Regions from separate parts of the Gossypium hirsutum genome. Here region 1 is linked to region 2. A link is a contact called in public Hi-C data. All regions are on one chromosome and are shown on one strand. The core of a region is the stretch at or near the end of the contact, and the rest is flanking DNA. Distances in the headings are between cores, read along the strand shown. Region 1 holds the start of LOC107901597 (leucine aminopeptidase 1). Region 2 holds the start of LOC121218314 (formin-like protein 13).

What was found. A called contact is a pair of places that touch in the nucleus more often than the background predicts.
Region 1: a contact with region 2 is called in a Hi-C map of leaf, with 2.4 times the contacts expected there. The contact joins the promoter of LOC107901597 here to the promoter of LOC121218314 in region 2. A contact is called at or near these places in 2 of 34 Hi-C or Micro-C datasets (both in leaf).

Annotation. Positions count from the first base shown.
Region 1 is chrD06:22,832,846-22,836,168 of Gossypium_hirsutum_v2.1, reverse strand. LOC107901597 (leucine aminopeptidase 1) reads right to left here and starts at 1,875. Exons shown (of 10, transcript XM_016827661.2): 1 at 1,513-1,875; 2 at 498-912; 3 at 211-405; 4 at 1-74. The coding sequence starts at 1,860.
Region 2 is chrD06:22,666,348-22,669,740 of Gossypium_hirsutum_v2.1, reverse strand. It overlaps LOC121218314 (formin-like protein 13), which reads left to right and starts at 1,307. Exons shown (of 19, transcript XM_041095375.1): 1 at 1,307-2,792; 2 at 3,035-3,124. The coding sequence starts at 2,720. It overlaps LOC121218315 (a long non-coding RNA gene), which reads right to left and starts at 1,053. Exons shown (of 2, transcript XR_005914546.1): 1 at 414-1,053; 2 at 1-191.

The sequences.
Region 1 (3,323 bases), core at 626-3,125, 170 kb before region 2:
TGCGGTCAAGATGTTTGCAGATATAACATCGCTGTACGAGGAAGCAATTTTCGAAGCCTCTTCTGCTAGTGCAGCTGCAACAAGAAAAAGACACATTAGATCAAAATTTAATATTTCTCTCATCTTTCTCATACAAAAGCAGCCCTATCACCAAGTTAGAAATTCAGCTTTCTATACTTGATGAAAAGCAAGAATAGCACTCATACATACCGGGGGTAAGTACATTGGCTGGTGAGTTCACAAGCTCTCTTCCAAATACTATGGCAGAAGAAACATCTTCAGCATACTTGAGCTTCTTCTCCAAATCTGGTCCAGTTCCAAGACCAAGGATATCCAAAGATTTAAGCTGTGGTTTCTTTGACTCTGACTTGTATCTATTATCTTCGTGTATTCCCAACACCGCTCCTATGAGAATGCAAACCATTCAACATTGATCAATCTCAATCTTTGCAAATAATAACATCAGTCATGATATTAAGAAATCATAAGAGCATTACCAGATGCTATTGCTGAAGCGATACCAAGCTTGGACTCATTTGAGAGGCCTTCTGATGAGGCAAGGACCACAGCCACACTATTGGCTTGAGCAGTCTTTGCTGCTGCAGCAACAGCCTCGCCGAGTCCACGGAAAGCAGATGGTGATGAAGCTGATTGTCCAAGACCAATCAAACCAACCCGTTTCGAGCCCAGGCCGGGAAGTCTAAGAACTGTTGATTGGCCAGATTTCCCCGTGAAATCCTCCTCGGAGGAGACCTCAGCTAAAAGACCACCTAACAGCCTGTCTAATTTCTTCAAAATTGAGTTTTGAAACTTGGAGTTTTCATCCTTGGTCATGTCTTTCTCAGTGACACCAACAGCAAGCATGTCCCCTTTCCATTCTCCCACATCGATCTCTTTTGCAGCAAATGCGATCTTTCCAGCATTTTTCACAAAAGAGACAACAACCATTTTAGTATCATTGTCTTGGAATTTCATTACAATGAAACACACACAAAGGAACAACCTTTACATATTGAAACCAAGAATGAAGCCAAGGATCTAATTAAGATTATCTTACCATATAAATATTAAATACTGACAAAGTTTAGTTATAGCCCTCAAAGATCAATTCTTTAGAAAACAAAATTATCTCTTTTGCAGCAAAACCTATCTTTCCAGCATTTTTAACAAAAGAGAGAACATCCATTTTAGTATAATTTTTTTGGTATTTCACTAAAATGAAACACACACAAAGAAACAACCTTTACATATTGAAACCAAAAGTGAGGCCAAGGATCTAAGTAAGATGACCTTATCATATGAATATTAAGTAGTGGCAATTGAGCCTATAGCCCTCAAAGGTCAATTCTTAGAAAACATATCCTAAAAACCTACCAAAAAGTTCACCTTTTTTTTTTCTTGAGAAAGATAGATATCCCATTAGCAAAAGGGTAAAAACAATTCAACCCAAAACTCTCAATCCAAAACCCAATTTTTTTCTTAATCCCAAGAGAGCAAAAAAAGAGGGGTGACCTTGGGGTTTTCGATGTTGGCGGGCTGAGTAAGACCAAGATTGGCGGAAGCGAGAGTATGTGCCATAAACTTGGCTCTTCGAGAACACAAAGGAGCAACTGCAAAAGAAAATCTAAGCCTTGATGAAGACCGTAACTTGTTGAAAATCAAAGACGAAGTAGAAGAAGAGTGAGCAACAGATGAAGCTAAAAGAAAAGAAGGCAAAGACGCTACAATGGTGGCCACCATTTTTTTCAAGGTGGGGTAGTCTATGTTATTTATAATGAACCCCCCAATCTCATGAGCTTCAAAAGCATTGCACTTTTTAAACTGATTGGTGCATTGACACCATTTTCTCGGCCATCCCATCTGATCTATTCTCACCTTTTGGGACCTTATGCTATAGTTCTGGGCTCTTGATGTTAAATTCTTAAACTTGTTTTCAGTTGGGCTTCATCAAAAGCAAGTCCAAATAGCTTAGGGCCTATGCCAACATCAAGCTCCTTTGCAGGTGCTCACTAATATAGCAGATTTTCCCGGAAAAAAAAAAGAGCCAGAAACTCTACAAAACCTCCCAACAGCACTAGCATATGGAATTACTGCACTGGTTGAAAGGTTAGTATTAATAAAGTTAGAAACTTTCTTGCACCATTTGCTTAGATCAATGGTATTGTTGTTGCAATCTGTGTATTAGCTCATGATTTCACTTGATACGGATGTTTGAAGTAAATACCCTTTTACAAAATGAAACTAATGCACCTTTGCAAAACCTTTGAGAGATTTTTAGCATACCCTTTTGCAAATGGTTGTTGATATAGCCCATGCCATCATCCCCTGATGAAATAGTTGGAAGGAGGCAGAAGAGAAATAGCTTTTTAGAAAAGAAATGAACTCACTTTGTATTAAACTTTATCTTCTTTATATTGTCTCTTTCCATGCTTCACCACTATTTGTATAGTAGTTGGAAGAATATTGGATTCAACATATTCATGTATCCTAGTTAAATACATGCATGACTACTAGATGCATCTTCTCCAAATACATTTGTTGACACAATTTTTTTAATGAAACGGGGTCGACTTGGATTTAAAAAAAATGAAAAAAATGGGAGTCGCCACCGATCTTTTTTGATGAGGTGTGATCGGATCACCTTGAAAAGTGGTTGTTTTTAATAAACAATTTAATTTTATTAAAACATCCAGTTTAGTCCACAAAATTCAGAAAAATGGGTTCGAGAGTCGGTTACGTACGAGGAAGGATTAGCACCCTCGTAACGCCCAAAATTGGTACCTAGTTGATTAGTTAATGTCATAATGTCAAAAATTGATAATTTTGAAGAATTTTAAAAATACGATCCTTGTATTAAAATGTTGAAATTTTTTTTTAGGAAAATGGCATATTTCACGTTTAATCGAGAAAGAGAATTATATCCAGTAAGTTAGAACACAATGTCTTGAATTCCCGAAATGAATACCGAAAATTTAATTATTTAAAAAGATGTTTAATTATCTCGGGTTTAGAAAATGGATCATGCCCAGTAAGTTAGGACATGATCTTTTCTTAGTTCCTGAGATCGTTTAAAACTTAAGTTCGAAAATATTCGCATATTTAGATTTATTGGGAAAATCAAAACCCAATAAGTTAGGGCACCACTTTCTCGAATCTAAACACGAAATGTCATTTATTTAAAACAAGTTTTGACATATTGAGTAAAACGAAACACGAAATTGTAATAAGAGAATGTGAAAACAAATTACATTGTTGATATGCATGGCAAAACCATAATGAATACAAAAGTATATGAAAAAAATAATACGAGCAATAGCAATCAA
Region 2 (3,393 bases), core at 58-2,557:
TGATGGCTAACAGATACAGAAGAACACAAAAAAAGCAATGGACCCCAAGGTCTTAAAAATATCAAAGCATAGTAGGAGAAGATTCTTCAGAGGCAACTTCATCAAAAGCAATGTAATATAGTTCTTTATTGTGAACATGGTGGCTTGTTGTCATTATTGTCTTCATCAAACGCCAAATCCATGAAAACCTCCTTTAGATATTGTCATCAACATCAACAGCAAAGAGATGTTCATTAGCATCTTCCCAGAGAGATTCTAAATGACCAAAAAGTTGTTCTATCAACCATTTTAAAAAGAGTCACTTGGCTTTTGCATGATTTTTCTTTTTGGTAATAATATATCGAAGTTCTAATCTAACATCAACAAAAGAAGAGCAGCTTGATGAACTAAAGTTGAACTGCTGCCAATCATACCGGTCCTTGATTCTCTTGAATATACATAGGCTGCTTGAAGATTGGCATCCTTGGAGAGTATGATGGGATGAGGACACTGATATCATGGCAGAGGATCTCAACCATGTCAAAGATATAAAATTCAGCATTCTCCCTGTCTCTTAAAGGACATCGAACCAAAGAACATAAACAAGATGTTCTGTGAGAGAATGGGCAAAAGGTGATTCATCTATATATGTAAATTGTAACAGCTAATAGTGGTCCACATATATACATATGTAACAACTGATATCTGGTTATCAGCAACTATCTCCAACCATGAAAGGAGGAGCAAAGGCACCCTTGTTTAATGAAATTCTCATCAACACAATCTGGCTCAGGCCCAGAAATTCATTCAGCAGGTCCACTATGGCAAAGCATTATTTTTTAGACCATATTCAAGGCAATTTATGCGTGCAGCTTGAAGCATGAGGTATGGAAGGGAGTCTATAACATCCTTAAGGTGCAGTTGGTTCATATTATCTTACATTACATCTCGTAATATTTAAATTAAAAGTTTCTCATTTTCTTTACGGTGAAAAAGTAGATGTCCTAACTTAAAACTATATTTATTATAATTATTCATTTATTAGTATATGAATTATGATTATAATTACCATTTATAAATTTATTTTGACATCATATAGTTACTTATTAATATATAAATTATATAAAAACAATAATGATCACAATTTATTATAATTGTATGAAAAGTAAGACCAAAAATTTTAAAAGAACTAAATTTATTTTTTTAAAACACAAATTATTGCCAAGAACAATTTAGTAAAATTTGCTTTTTGTTGACTTTACATTCCGTCAACTAAACACCACAATCCTACATTCTAGTCAAATGAAGCAAATAGTAAGATACCGACATTCGACCTAGTAATTCTATTACTAAAAATAATATTACATTCCTTTAACTAAATGTCCCTTTAATGTAACATAACATATAGGGTTCATACTACACTAAATGCTAACCAAGCAAGCACAAAGGCTAACAACTCTGAGCTATATAAGACAGCCATGCATACAAACTGATAGGACTCAATCTACTAGGAAACCACTCAGCCAACATCATTTAGCTCAAGAAGCTTAGTTCATGTCCGAGATAAATTTGTTCTCATAAATCCATGTGGTTTATTTTTTGGCAAAACGGTTCACATTTGATATGGTGAACTAAAATAAAAAAGACTAGCCACTTGTCCTCTTGAAGTTCTTTCAGTCGATCATATTGCCGAGCGTTGTTCCAAGTATAAGGTAAGAAGTTAAAAGGGAAAGACTTCCATTTAGAGCAACATGGTGGCTTAATTGTTCCTAGCTTTAAAAGTTACCTCATGTCATATTTTGCAAGCAAAATGTTGTCATACCATCTGTATGTTCCTTGATTACACTATAACTTCGTACTCTCGGGGTGAACGATTCATTTTCAGAATTTCGTAGTTATTGGAATCATAGATACTAATAATTTTTACATAAGAGACTGAGACAGTATGAAAACCTGAAATTGAATTGCCATACTCAACCGGCAATGGCGTTCAAAACAAGTAATGTGTAGAACACTAAATACATCAAACTAACAAAACTAAAACCAGCAAATGAACTAGAAACTTTACTTAATAGGTCATAACTTGAACTTATTGAATGTAATGGAAAAGATTAAAAATGAGAGAGAAAGTTCTATACCTGGAGAAGAATGGAAAACAATAGTTTGACTCTTAATGACTTGGACCCTCAAAATCAAACCAAAAAAAAGAAAAGAGAGGTAAAAACAAAGAAGATTTGATGAGTCATCGAGGAAACAGAGCATGCCAAACAAAGAAACATAGAATTTGAGATTTTGCAAGCCACAGGGTAAGAAATGCAGAAAGCAAGCAACTTTAGAGCACCCTTCCCTCCTTTAGCCTGTAGAGGGTTTTTTAATCGATGGAGGAAATGTTACCAATAAGTGAAATCAAATGTATAAAGACAACAAAGGGAAGACTGGAGCAGACTCTATTCCATTAAAGTGTAACTGTAGGTGGTGGATACTAAGATGGAGAATTGGTCAAATAAACTATGCGTAATTGAGAATAAGGTTGAGCAAAAGGGTAGACTTAAGATATTTAGAAAGTGTTTAAGAGAGTTAGAATTTCCAAAATGTCAAAAAGTTGTGAAGACTCGTATCTAGAAAAAAAAAAGAAAACCCAATCCTTTTTTCCCACAAAATAAGAAAACCCGATAAACAAGTGATTTGTCGGCGAGAGACGGTGTCCACGTCAATAAAAGGATGAGCTGGTGAGTGACAAATGACATATTTTGCCTCTTACTTGTCAGCTACAAAGAAAGGTGAAACCTTTTTTGGTGTATTGCATAAACAAGGTAACATTACCCCTCTTTTTTCTCTGTTTTATCAAAAACCCAATCATTATTTTGAAGTTTACTAGAAAAACAAGAAAAAAAAAGGCACCCACCAAATCGTTTCCTTCAACATCAAGCCTGAAAGATTTAAAGAAACTGTTTACTTCAAGGGCAAGCTCTCTTTTCTTCTTCTTTGATTTGTTTTTTTTTTTACTATTTGTCAACTGTTTTTGGAGTATGATTTAGTTGTTTGTGTTTCAAAGGATTCTGGAGCAAAGACATGGGATTGTTTAGCAAACTGTTTTACAAGAAGCCGCCTGATAGGCTTCTGGAAATCTGTGAAGGTGTCTACGGTGCGTTTTTGTCTTCTTGGCTTTCTGCAATTTATGGTTTTTTTTTGGGCTTTCAGTTATCTTACCTTTTTGAGATGTGGAAATATTGGTCACTTAGGAAATGATTAATATCTGGGTGATTAAATGTAAATTTTGAGAAGATTGCTGTTTTTTAGAATATGAGTTCTGTTTGGTTGCTTAGGAGATTAGGGAAGGAAATGCGAAGTTCGCCTGTGAGTTATCTGTTTTAAGTGATTACAAAAGAACTATAGTATAGTTAAATGAATTCT